Linked DNA regions of Mus musculus: region 2 is linked to region 1. Evidence: chromatin contacts called from public HiChIP or PLAC-seq data. All regions are on one chromosome and are shown on one strand. Each heading gives the region's core, a stretch centred on a gene start, on an enhancer-like site or on the middle of the called end of the contact. The rest is flanking DNA. Distances are from core to core; before and after follow the strand shown.

What was found. HiChIP or PLAC-seq counts read pairs in DNA pulled down with a chosen protein or histone mark.
Region 2: a BATF HiChIP or PLAC-seq map of CD8 T cells shows a contact between it and region 1, with 5 read pairs. The contact joins two enhancer-like sites. A contact is called at or near these places in 9 of 39 promoter capture datasets (the 3T3-L1 cell line, the C10 cell line, HPC-7-derived erythroid cells and 4 more), 1 of 15 datasets of contacts at CTCF or cohesin (CD8 T cells), 5 of 484 Hi-C or Micro-C datasets (CD4 T cells, the G1E-ER4 cell line, embryonic stem cells and 1 more), 3 of 115 datasets of contacts at active chromatin or transcription factors (CD8 T cells and embryonic stem cells) and 2 of 9 other capture datasets (embryonic stem cells and liver).

The regions. Positions count from the first base shown.
Region 1 is chr3:129,311,087-129,317,323 of GRCm38.p6, forward strand. It overlaps Enpep (glutamyl aminopeptidase), which reads right to left. Exons shown (of 20, transcript NM_007934.3): 4 at 1,475-1,595. Among named protein-coding and RNA genes, the nearest start is that of Enpep, 19 kb to the right of the region's middle. Within about 2 kb of position 2,340, at least 50 of the 459 cell types and tissues checked have an H3K27ac peak or open chromatin away from gene starts, as enhancers often do. A contact at or near this core is called in CD8 T cells, where this site is marked.
Region 2 is chr3:129,490,374-129,496,610 of GRCm38.p6, forward strand. No RefSeq gene overlaps it. Among named protein-coding and RNA genes, the nearest start is that of Elovl6, 39 kb to the right of the region's middle. Within about 2 kb of position 3,913, at least 33 of the 459 cell types and tissues checked have an H3K27ac peak or open chromatin away from gene starts, as enhancers often do. A contact at or near this core is called in CD8 T cells, where this site is marked.

The sequences.
Region 1 (6,237 bases), core at 1,090-3,589:
TCAATTCAATTACCTTTTGATATGAGTGAGGACATCACTTCCAAAGGCTCTAGTATACAGATAAATCTGAAAGTGTTAAAGACACCCAGGGAAGCACATGGGAGAGAAGAGAAGAGGGAGAGAGAGAGAGAGAGAGAGAGAGAGAGAGAGACTGGTGTGAATTCTGCATCTGGGGTCACCGTGATCACAAGGAGTGAGACAAAGACAATGAACTCTGCATTCCAGTTCCTGTAACATTCGGAATTTTCCTCTGAGTCTGGTAGAAAGCTACTTGTCTTTCTGTTTCCTCTCATAATTTATATGTGGTATAAAGGACCATTGAAGTGAAAATGAGATGTGGGGGTGTACACACACAGAGCCACCGTGCCTTTTGCCTTCTACGGAATTTATTAAGGTGGTAGATACTAGATAGGGAAGTAGATTCTTGGTTTTCTCTCTCTCTCTCTCTCTCTCTCTCTCTCTCTCTCTCTCTGTGTGTGTGTGTCTGTCTGTCTGTCTGTCTGCCTCTCTCTGTGTGTCTGTCTGTCTGCCTCTCTCTCTCTGTCTCTCTCTCTCTGTCTGTCTGTCTGCCTCTCTCTCTGTCTCTCTGTCTCTGTCTCTGTCTCTGTCTCTGTCTCTGTCTCTCTCTCTCTCTCTCTCTTTCTCCAAGACAAGGATTCTCTGTGTAGCCCTGACTAACCTGAAACTCATCCATAGACTAGGCTGGCCTTGAACTCAGATCCACCTGCCTCTGCCTCCCAAATTCTGGGATTAAAGCTATGCACCACCACAGCCCAGGCAGTTGGTTGGTTTTCTTAAGACCTTCCCTTCAAGTGTCTCCAAGGGTCTTACAGTTACATCTCTGTTCAAACTGGTCACTCAAGCTTGTCTGTGCTGTTGATGGAGACAGCATGTCCATACATTTGGAATATGGCTTTCCTTGCATATTACCAAAAAATAAAAATAAGATGTGTTTCTCTCCACACTGAAGAAAAGGAAACTCTAGAAGGAGCTCCAGTATTTCATTCCCGGGGCTGGAAAGTCTTGCACAACAAGGGTCGGGTGGGAAGCACACGAGCCTCTTACGACATCGCTGACCCTTACTGTTTTCCAACTCCCTTAGGAGGGCCAGGCATGCAAACCATTGGCGGAGTCCTGATTTTTAAATCTAATGATGTAGGTGGCTGTTTTGGCCCCACCGTGAGCAAGCTCCGCAGGAGCTGCTTTCTGAATCAAAGATTAGCTCTTCCTCATATAAGAGGAGAGAGTGGCTATTATTTTTGAAAGACTCCAGCGTGGATCTTTGAGCTTGTAGTTCCCGTCAGACACGAAGTGCATGCACATACTAAAAAGACTCAGAGATGATCAGTAATTCATGGTGATAGAATTAGACACACTAGGTTAACTTAGGCTTTAAAAAAAAAAGATAAAACAAAACAAACAAACAAAAAACCCAAAGGCAACTTGAAATGAGGAATTAAAAGTGTTTTCTCACCCAGTTTAGGAAGCGCATACTCCATAGCGAAGTAGTCTTCGAAGTAATCAAATACAGCTTGGGTTATGTTTGCCGCATACTCTGCTGTCTCCTTCTGATTGGGCTGGACATAGACCTTGAGCTAGTAAGGAAACACAGACATTCAGGAAGATAAGGCTTCATCTGATGACACACACACCCACAAACCGTGAGGCATGGTATAACTGACCGCCAGAGGCCCTTGCAGCCAGCTTCGCGTCTGAAGCCCCAGCCTGCTCTGTGTAGCCTTGCACAAATCACTTCTCAGCTCTAAGACTTGGGTAAAAAGGGTCATTAGGATGTAACTGTGTGACATTAGTGAGTAGAAACAGCTTAAGGCGCAGTGATTGGCATGCAAACCATTGGATAAGTTTGCTACCAAAGCCTGATAGCGTGTCAGACATTAAAATATATCATCGCCTTTTAAAAATCTGTATTGTCTGGGGCTGGAGAGATGGCTCAGCAGTTAAGACCACTGACTGCTCTTCCAGGGGACCTGGGTTAAATTCCCAGCACCCACATGGCAGCTCACAACTGTCTGTGACTCTAGTCCCAAGAGATCTGACACCTTCACACAGACATACATGTAAGCAAAGCATCAGTGCACATAAAATAAAAATAAACAAATCATTTTTTAAAACAAACAAAAAAACAAACCCTTGCATTGTCTTTTTGGTGTCTATGTCTCTATTTATTTTTCCTTATACCCACTGGTTTGTCCTGTGTACACAGTTCCCTGTGAGGAAGCAAACTCATTTCATTCTTTCCTCTTTGTGACATTACACTCTGCTTTTCTAAATGGCCCAGCTATGCTCCAATTTCACTCCCAGAGCCTAAAATACGATGACTCAAACTTTTCCCAAGAGGGAGTGAGTAAGAACCTTCCATCCTCTGAGGTGCTGGCAGATTATTTTATGTTCCTGTGACCTAATTTACAAACCAAACTGAGTGCAGATTTTTGTCCCAACTCTAATCATCCATGACTTTATTAAATATATATATTATTAAGAATTCTTCTAAGCAGACGAACAGATGCTGTCCCTGGATGCTAGGATCTGTGCTGAGGAACCTTCCGATCGTTTAGAAAGTTTCAGTGTGTGGAAGTGGGAGAAGTGCTTCAGACTAGAGTCCGCTACATTTGTGAGAAAGTCAAGTGAGGTACGGATGGTACCCCCAAGACCTGATCCAAAACCCTCTAGCAATGGTGAGATTCAGTCATTTTATTAAGTTCAAGACTGTTGACCCAACTAGACCTGATGATTCAAGATTACTCATTTCCTGTTCCCATGGCGTTACTACAATGTTGATGTTCATTTGAGCATACACCCCCTGCCCTGCTTCTTAGAAGAGAGCTCTGGAGAACTCCTACACTATAAAAGGCAGATAATGAAAGTGTCCCTTATATGACCTGTGCTCCCCATTTTAGCTGATCATCCCACCTTTTTGGCATAAAGAGAAATGAGCCCCCCACCGCAGCCAGTGACCTTCTCAACATTCATTGAGCTTTTTAGCCTTTACTTGCCAGAAGAGATGAGATGATCCATTTCTACTCCCTTCTCCCAGCCTCTTGTTGAGCAATGACAGACCTTCTCCAAGTGATAACTGAACCCAAGGGCCCAGTTGGCAGCCACTAAGCAGAATACTGGTGGCCTGGCATGAAAAATCAAAGCCAGCATGGCAGCTTGGCACTGCCTTGCTGTCCATAGAAAGGCTCAGAACCTTTCGTCTGTCAGTGAGTTAGTATGCTAGACTTGCCACAATCATTCTCTACCAGACATTTCAGGGAGAGCTGTCTCTCTTGACACTGCCCTGCCGTCTACACTACGCCCCCCACCCCACCCCGGTGCTTTGTGCTGTCTGTTTGGAGTGGGAAGCCAAGTTGACAAAAAGGGAATAAATAGCTTTTCTCTTATACTGGACCCTACTATAAAGCAGGCTTAGTTTTGTAAAAGTTCATTTGTCATATTTTATGTGTATGAATGTTTTGACTGCATGCATGTCTGTGTATCATGTGTGTGACTAAGCAGGCCAGAGGGAGTGTCAGAAAGATTCCTTAGCTATAGGTGGTGGTGAGCAGCCATGTGGGTGTTGAGAATCGAACCTGGATCTTCCTCAAGAGCAGCAAGTGCTCTTAACTGCTGTGCAAGCTCTCCAGCCCCATAAAGCAGGCATTTAGCATTTTTAATACGATGCCTTTCGTTCCAGTGTCTCTAGTCTCTCGGACTTGGCTATCATGGTGGACCAACTAAGAACTACTTAATGAGTCTCTATACCATCCTTTGCCCCAACCCTATTTGTATCCAAACCCCAAACCTTGTATAAACCTTCCCAACATTCGCTTAAGAGTCTCACTGCAGGTGATGTTAGCTCTTCTCCTGCAGGGAGCTTCTTAGGCTACCTATCAGGCCTATGGATTTTGAACAACTACAAATAGAATGCCATAGTTGACGTAACTGCTGATCATTTTACTGAAACTCTTATGTGGATCCTGCTTCCACAACCTCTTATTCACTATTAGAAGTTCCAAGAGCCCTGGAAATCAAAAGTGTTTTATGTAACTAAATTAACTCATTTGGCAATGTCATTGGACCTGAATTGATAGATGGATAGGTGGATTTTCATATCTTTTCTTTTTCCTGTTACACACACATACACACACAAACACACACATCACTATGTCTACATGAATTCTTTATCAGGTACTACCCCAGGTCCCATGAAATGTATCAATGCATTAGTACTTGAAAAAACATTGCCTTCATACAAATCCAAACATGTGATTTCTAATGTAAAACCATCCCCCCAAAGACCTGTGACATTTATTTGAAATGGCTCCCAGCATGCAGCAGTGGGTGGATAAAATACAAAGTGGGAGACCCATAAGACACAGGAGGGCGTTAACTGATGAGTCTCTACAGAGCTTGTGATAAGAAGCAGTGGGTGAAGTTGGAGTGGTCAGCTTACCGAGTAGCTACAGGATCTCGTACCTAACCAAGAAGCTGTCTGCAGTTGACACCCACCGGCAAAATGAGAACCAGTTTTCTCCAACAGATTGTAACTGGGTACATCTACTATACTCCAGGGTAGGCCCCATGCCCAGGAGTCGCTGGCCAACACAGAAAGAGTCCCATGGGTTCTTAGCAGACTTTTTGTTTCCATTTTTGGGGTTTGGCTTTGTTATATTTTTATCCTATTGGTCTTTGGCTAGTTTGTTTTGACTTTAATTTCTATGTTTTGATTTTGAAAGACACAGAGAGAGAAAGAATAGGTAGATGATAGGCAGGCAGATAGATGGATGGATAGATAGATAGATAGATAGATAGATAGACAGACAGACAGATAGACAGATAGATATATAGACAGACAGGCAGGTAGACAGACATACAGTCAGACAGACAGAATAAAGTTGGGTAAGGAGGTGGGAAAGACATTGGAGAGGTGGGGAAGAAATCATAATCAAAATATACTGTATAAAAAAGTTTTTAGAAAGAATTACTAACACTGGGCATGGTATGGCAGTTCGTGCTTTTAACTCGGCACTCATGAGGTTGAGGCAGATGGATGTCTGTGAGTTTGAGCCAGCCTGGTCTACAAAGTTGAGTTTCAGGACAGCCAGGACTGTTGCCTAGAGAAACTGTGTCTCGAGCCCCCGCCATCCCAAAATTATTAGACTTGAGTTTGGGCGGGAGTAAGGAGGATTACAGGACAAATGAAGGGAGGGGACACGGTACGGGTCAGAGGAAAGAGACAAAAGGGGAAATGACGTAACGATATTTTAATTAAATTTTTAAAATTATTTTTAAAAATTGAAGAATGTGTAAGAGTCGAGGTTAAATGAGTAAAACTAACAGAAAATCATCGTACAGGAGGGACAATGGAGGGTTTTAGATGGAGAACTGTTTTTCTCTTTCTGTTTAGAAATACTTTAAGAAATTCCAAATGATAAATATCTCCGGCTATGATCCAGGAAAGTCTGTATTGGAGAGAGCTCATCACGGGATACAGGAAAACCTGGGAGACTGTCAATGGAAGCGACATGGCCATGTAGACATTCATTCTCCTCTGCCTGAGAACCACCGGAGACACTTGCACTATCGTAGCAAGAGAGTCAGTGAAAGGCAGGCTATAAACCAACAGGCCAGGACATCATTCACGAGGCTGTATTGACTGACCGACTCTTACACCAAAAATTCCGAGGCAGTTTTTCAACTAACTATTTATAGTCCATTTTTTAAAGAAGAGTTATAAGACTTGGTGGGTTTCCTCTCTGTAACATATCTGTGGGTCTAAGACGGCTGGATTTTACTTGTTTGTTTGTATGTCTCTCTGAAGTGAGTCTCACACTGGGCGCATTTCCTTCTGGGGTGCCGATGTTAGCCTTCAATTCAGAGTGAGCATGTGAAGAGCTGGCAGGGGCAAAAGGAAGTTTTGGGAAGCACTAGCATGCACATTAGGGGCCTCGTGTTCTCAGGTGAAGTTCAGTCCAACTTTTAGGGGGACTATCCCACATTGTAGCAGAAGAGACGGAGGGCAAGGCGCCCCCTGGAGTCAGCTCCAGTGTCACCACCTCGCTGGGTTCTGACTAGAGCATCCGGGGAATTTCAGAAAGCAGTTCAGTTCTGTTAGTCTCTTATGAAACAGACCAGAAAGGAATAGTTGTGACAGCATATCCTCGCTCCCCTTCTGAAGCCTGGGAGGCACTGCTGATTTAAGACAGAGCATTCTGCTGTCAGCTTTCACAGGAG
Region 2 (6,237 bases), core at 2,663-5,162, 180 kb after region 1:
ATACACATAATGCATAAAGGCACAAAATAAAATGAAAGTTTTAAATGAAATTCATTGGTTTGTGGCAGACAGCATTGGAAACTAGACGTTAGGTAAATGGTTAAATAGGCACTCAATTCTTCTCTAATTAGTTAGTCCTTAATCTATTTATTTATTTATTTATTTATTTAGCTTAGCTAGTCCTTAATCTATTTATTTATTTATTTATTTAGCTTTAAATTGACCAGGCCAATCTAACTTGATCCAATTAAAGGTGTGGTGCTGCAAGTATTCATAAGGCAGCGGCATGAGACCAGTCTGGTCTACAGAGTGAATTCCAGGACAGCCAGGGATACCCAAAGAAAACTTGTCAAACAATAATAGCAACAAAAAGCCAGGCCATGGTGGCACATGCCCTTAATCCTAACACTTGGGAGGCAGAGGCAGACAGATTTCTGAGTTCAAGGCCAGCCTGATCTACAGAGTGAGTTCCAGGACAGCCAGGGCTACACAGAGAAACCCTATCTTGAAAAAAAAAAAAAACCCAAATAATAATAATAATAATAACAACAACAACAACAACAACAACAACAACAACAACAACAACAACAACAACAACAACAAAGCTTTAGATCAGTGGTTCTCCACCTTCCTAGCGTCATGACACTTCAAAGCAGTTCCTCAGGTGGTGGTGACCCACAACCATAAAATTATTTTGTTACTACTTCTTAGCTGTGATGTTGCGGCTGTTAAGAATTATAATGTAAATATCTGATATGCAGGATATCCTATATTTGACACCCTCAGAGGGATCACAACCCATAGTTTGAGAGCCACCACTTTAGATAGCATAGTGAAGGTTCCTCATTTGTCAACTTGACTGGATTTAGAATCACCCAGGAAACATACTTTGGAGGGTCTGTGAGGAGCACTTCCAGAGATGGGGCAAGACTTACCCCCAAGGATGTCAGCACCTTTCAACAGGTAATCCAGATATAAAGGGGGGGGGGTTGCTAAAGGCATGTGACTGCATCTGCTTTCCTGTCTTTCCCAGGAGTGCGTCTGCCATTGCTGCTTTGATCCTGCACTGACATTGAGCCCCAACTCTTCAGCTTTCCGACATGGACCCAATGCCAGCAGCTCTTCTGAGAAGGTTGAGGTTTTCAACAGCAAACCGCAACTACAATCTGAAGCATCCAGCTCCTTGGCCTGAGCAGTTTCTAAGTTCTCTGCCTTTCCAGCATACAGATGGCTGCAGGCAGACAGAGAGGGAGAGAGGGAGAGGGAGAGGGAGAGGGAGAGGGAGAGGGAGAGGGAGAGGGAGAGGGAGAGGGAGAGGGAGAGGGAGAGGGAGAGGGAGAGGGAGAGGGAGAGGGAGAGGGAGAGGGAGAGAGAGGGGGGGGTCTATTAGGTCTATTCCTCTGAAGAACCTTGTCAAAGTGTTATTCTAAACAAAGAATGAACTTATTTGATGCAGACATTTCTGGTTCATTTGAAGATCTAATTTCTTTCTTTTTTTAAACTGTGATATTTCTTTTTTTTAAATTAGGTATTCATTTCATTTACATTTCCAATGCTGCCCCAAAAGTCCCACACACACCCCCAACCACTCCCCCACTCCCCCACTCCCACTTCTTGGCCCTGGCGTTCCCCTGTACTGAGGCATATAAAGTTTGCATGTCCAATGGGCCTCTCTTTCCAATGATGGCCAACTAGGCCATCTTCTGATACATATGCTGCTAGAGACATAAGCTCTGGGGGTACTGGTTAGTTCATATTGTTGTCCCACCTATAGGGTTGCAGATCTCTTTAGCTCCTTGGATACTTTCTCTAGCTCCTCCATTGGGGGCCCTGTGATCCATCCAATAGCTGACTGTGAGCATCCACTTCTGTGTTTGCTAGGCCCCGGCATAGTCTCACAAGACACAGCTATATCAGACTCCTTTCAGCAAAATCTTGCTAGTGTATGCAATGGTGTCTGCGTTTGGCGGCTGATAATGGGATGGATCCCCGGATATGGCAGTCTCTACATGGTCCATCCTTTCGTCTCAGCTCCAAACTTTGTCTCTGTAACTTCTTCCATGGGCATTTTGTTCCCAATTCTAAGAAGGGGCAAAGTGTCCACACTTTGGTCTTTGTTCTTTTTGAGTTTCATGTGTTTCGCAAATTGTATCTTATATCTTGGGTATTCTAAGTTTCTGGGCTAATATCCACTTATCAGTGAGTACATACTATGTGAGTTCTTTTGTGACTGGGTTACCTCACTCAGGATGATGCCCTCCAGGTCCATCCATTTGCCTAGGAATTTCATAAATTCATTCTTTTTAATAGCTGAGTAGTACTCCATTGTGTAAATGTACCACATTTTCTGTATCCATTCCTCTGTTGAGGGGCATCTGGGTTCTTTCCAGCTTCTGGCTATTATAAATAAGGCTGCTATGAACATAGTGGAGCATGTGTCCTTCTTACCAGTTGGAACATCTTCTGGATATATGCCCAGGAGAGGTATTGCAGGATCCTCCGGTAGTACTATGTCCAGTTTTCTGAGGAACCACCAGACTGATTTCCAGAGTGAAGATCTGATTTCTAAAGGAAATTGTTGTTGGCTTGATCCAAGTTAAAAAAAAAAAAAGTCAACAGACTGTTGATGCAATAAACAAAATAATCAAAGAGGATAAGGAACAAATTTATTCTGGGGGTGACCTTGATTGACCCTGGCCTGGGACTGTATATTCGGATCTCCCCAGACTCAGTACTCCAACACAGAGGTAGCTTTACGGAGCATTTATAGTGTAGAAAGTTATAAATGAAGGTAATTTGAAAACATGGTGGTACACAGATTAAACGGACAGTTACAGCAGGCAGAAGACTTGCAACCACAGGCTTCGTTTTCTATCTGAGAGCATTGATTTTTTTTTTTTCCAAAGATGGAGAATTAGGTTTTGTTAAGTTACTACATTCCCAAAGATTTTTTGATCTGTTCACTGGGATGTTATGCCTGATACAGAGGTGAGTAAGGAGTGGCTCCTAAGGAGGCTAAAGAAAAACACAAAGAAAATGTAGCCAGTCTATCAGACCAGTAGCATTCCAAACTCTCCACAGTTATAAAGTGTCCATCAGTTAATCAACCTGTGAAGACAGCTTGCTGTTTCCAAGACCAAAGACCCTGTGAGTTGGAGGGATTTTTATTCATGTCCTTTAGGAATTTCTGTAGGAGGGTTTAGTTAGTTAATTAGTTAGGCCATTCTCTGTCTTTTGCAAGCCTCTGTACCAATCAAAACGATCTATTTGGAGCTGGACAGTCTTGTGGACAGTTTGTTGTGTAAATATGAGAGTTCAGCATCCACAAACAAAGCCTGTGATCGCAGCACAGGCAGGAAGATGAGAAAAAAACCACATTAAGTCTGAGGCTAGCCTGGTCTATGTAGAGGCTATGTAGGAAGGAAGGAAGGAAGGAAGGAAGGAAGGAAGGAAGGAAAGAAGGAAGGAAGGAGAGAGAGAGAGAGAGAGAGAGAGAGAGAGAGAGAGAGAGAGAGAAAGAAAGAAAGAAAGAAAGAAAGAAAGAAAGAAAGAAGAGAGAGAAAGAGAGAGGAGAGAGAGAGAAAGGGAGGGAGGGAGGGAGGAAGAGAGAGAGAAGGAAGGAAGGAAGAAAGGAAGGAAGGAAGGAAGGGAGGGAGGGAGGAAGGAAGGAAGGAAGGAAGGAAGGAAGGAAGGAAGGAAGGAAGGAAGGAGAGAACAAATGAACAGTCCATACAGGACTTCACACAACCCTTTCCCCTGCACTACACCCTCAGAAATAACTAATTTCATCTGGAATAAAATGTCTTCTTTGTAGCCAGCACAGCTCCGAATCTCTGTTACTCTCACACCCATTTCTGTAAAACTGTGCAGTGTCTAGGCGCCCCATTTCTGAATCTAAAATGAACAGGAAGCCACACGGTGGTGCAAGCTTCCGCTCATCGCTGGATGTGTGGTTGAAGAGGATGAGAACTCCTCAGCCTCAGCTGCGTAGAAAGTTTGAGGCTGGCCGAGGCGACATAAGACCCTGGCTTAAACTAACAAAATGAACAGGACGTGTGTGGAAGAGTCCTCAGCTACTTGACTCCGGCAAACCCTAAGGGTTTATCCTGTTAGAGGTCTATGGCTAGACCCAGTCTATTCTCACCAACCAGCTAGTTAGGGTTTCAGATCTACTCAAGGCAAAATTATCTGGATGCAATAAGCAGCTTGCAGTCTTCCCTAGACTTAAACTCAGGGTAGGATGACCTCAGCCAGTTTACCTATGGCTGCTCAAGTTGTCCCATCTCATCCTCACTGGGCTTTTCTGTACCAGACCATGAGAAGAATGCCTATGAAAGCACAGTGAAATTGTAAAGAGTTAATTTGGGTGAGGAACGACTCATGCATTGGCGTACATCGGACAAAAAGAGGCTTAATCTGTTGAAACCAAAGAGTCAGAGGCTGGGGTTGCTAGGAAGATCACAAAATTCAAATAAACACTTCTCGATTTATATGCTGGTGCATGCTTGTAGTCAGCACTGTTGAAGCAGAAGCAAGAGGACTGGCACAGGTTCAAGGCCAGTCAGGTGTACTTAGTGAGATCTGGATCTGCCTAGGTGCCAACATAGTGAGATTCTTTCTCAGGAAGGCAGTAGAGGTGAATTAATTGAGTGGTTGCTGTATGCTCTGTTGGTCAGCTTCCTGGTGCTGTGACAAAATACCTGTAAATTCACTTTGCATAAGCACAGAGTGGGTACACAATGGGCACACAGTGGGCTGCCTCCATGAGTTCCACGTCCTCAGATTCAAAGAACCACAAACTGAACATTCCTTTAAAAAAAAAAAAAAAAACTTTTAAAAAAAAATTGCATTTGGACTGAACATATACCAAGCTCCCTGACCTAACATATTTTTGGTTTAGGTTTTTTGAGGTTTTGGTTTTTGGTTTGGGGAGAAGGGTTGTTTGTTTGTTGGTTGGTTGGTTGGTTGGTTGGTTAGTTGGTTGGTTGGTTAGTTGGTTGGTTGGTTAGTTGGTTGGTTGGTTAGTTGGTTGTTTGTTTGTTGGTTGGTTGGTTAGTTGGTTGGTTGGTTAGTTGGTTGTTTGTTTGTTGGTTGGTTGGTTGGTTGGTTGGTTGGTTAGTTGGTTGTTGTTTGTTTAGTTTTTGAAAGGAAGAATCTGTAACAAGTTTTCTTAGAACTAGAAAGTGGGGAGTTTGATGCCAGCTTTAGCTCGATAGTGAGTTTGAATCTATCCTGGGCTACACGGAGATCTACTTAGAATTTAATTAATTAGTGTAATCTAAAGAAAAAATAAATTTAAAAGAAAAGAAAGGTGTAAATTGGGGGACTTTTGGGATAGCATTGGAAATGTAATTGAGGAAAATACGTAATAAAAAATATTAAAAATAAAAAAAACAATAAAAGTAAGCTAAATGAAAAAAAAAAGAAAGGTGTAAATGAAGGCTCTGGATCTCATACAAACGTCTAAGTATTGGCATTGTGTATGCAAATTTCCATTAACTTCAAAACAAGGAAAACCCGCGCATACCTTACAGAGTACTGAATGAGTTGACAAGCAAGCCAAACATTTCATTTTTAATATAAGTATAATCCCACGAGCTAAAATGCAAACCAAAACCAAAACCAAAAGGAAAACAGCCCGCCCTCCTCGTTTTTGTTTTTGTTTTTGTTTTTTGCCTGTATTCTGCGCCTGTCCTTTGTCACAGTCGGCTTCAGGACTCTCCATCCTTCAGCACTAATCCTACCCCACCCCCACCCAGCAACTCTCTACCCATTTATGAGAATCCATTGTGACAGCCTGTGTTTACAAGCTGGGGAACCATGTTCTTCACATTCTAAGTTGGGGTTTCAACGAACATGAACTCTAGGCCCCATTTTTGAACTAGAAAATGAGAATGGTGGGAAGGGGCGCATGCGCAGACACAGCACCCCCACCAGCCTGTGCAGTGGGTGTTGCACTCTTGATTCGCTGTTCTCTTCAGGGCCTGAAGCAGGGAACAGAGTCCAGAAATGGTTATTTCAAAACGTGCGTTTGCATGGGGGACCATTGATTGTTTTATTCCTATCTACGCAGAGCCACCCAATCCCCAGAAATCTGTATCCTAGGTTGCCTGGTGAATGGATGGACAGGACTTGTGCCTTCCAACTTAGCATTGAACGCCTGTCAGAGTTGGGGTTTAGCTTGCTTTAGCCATGAGAGGGGCAGCTCAGACCCACACTGTTTCTTGCTGGAAAGAC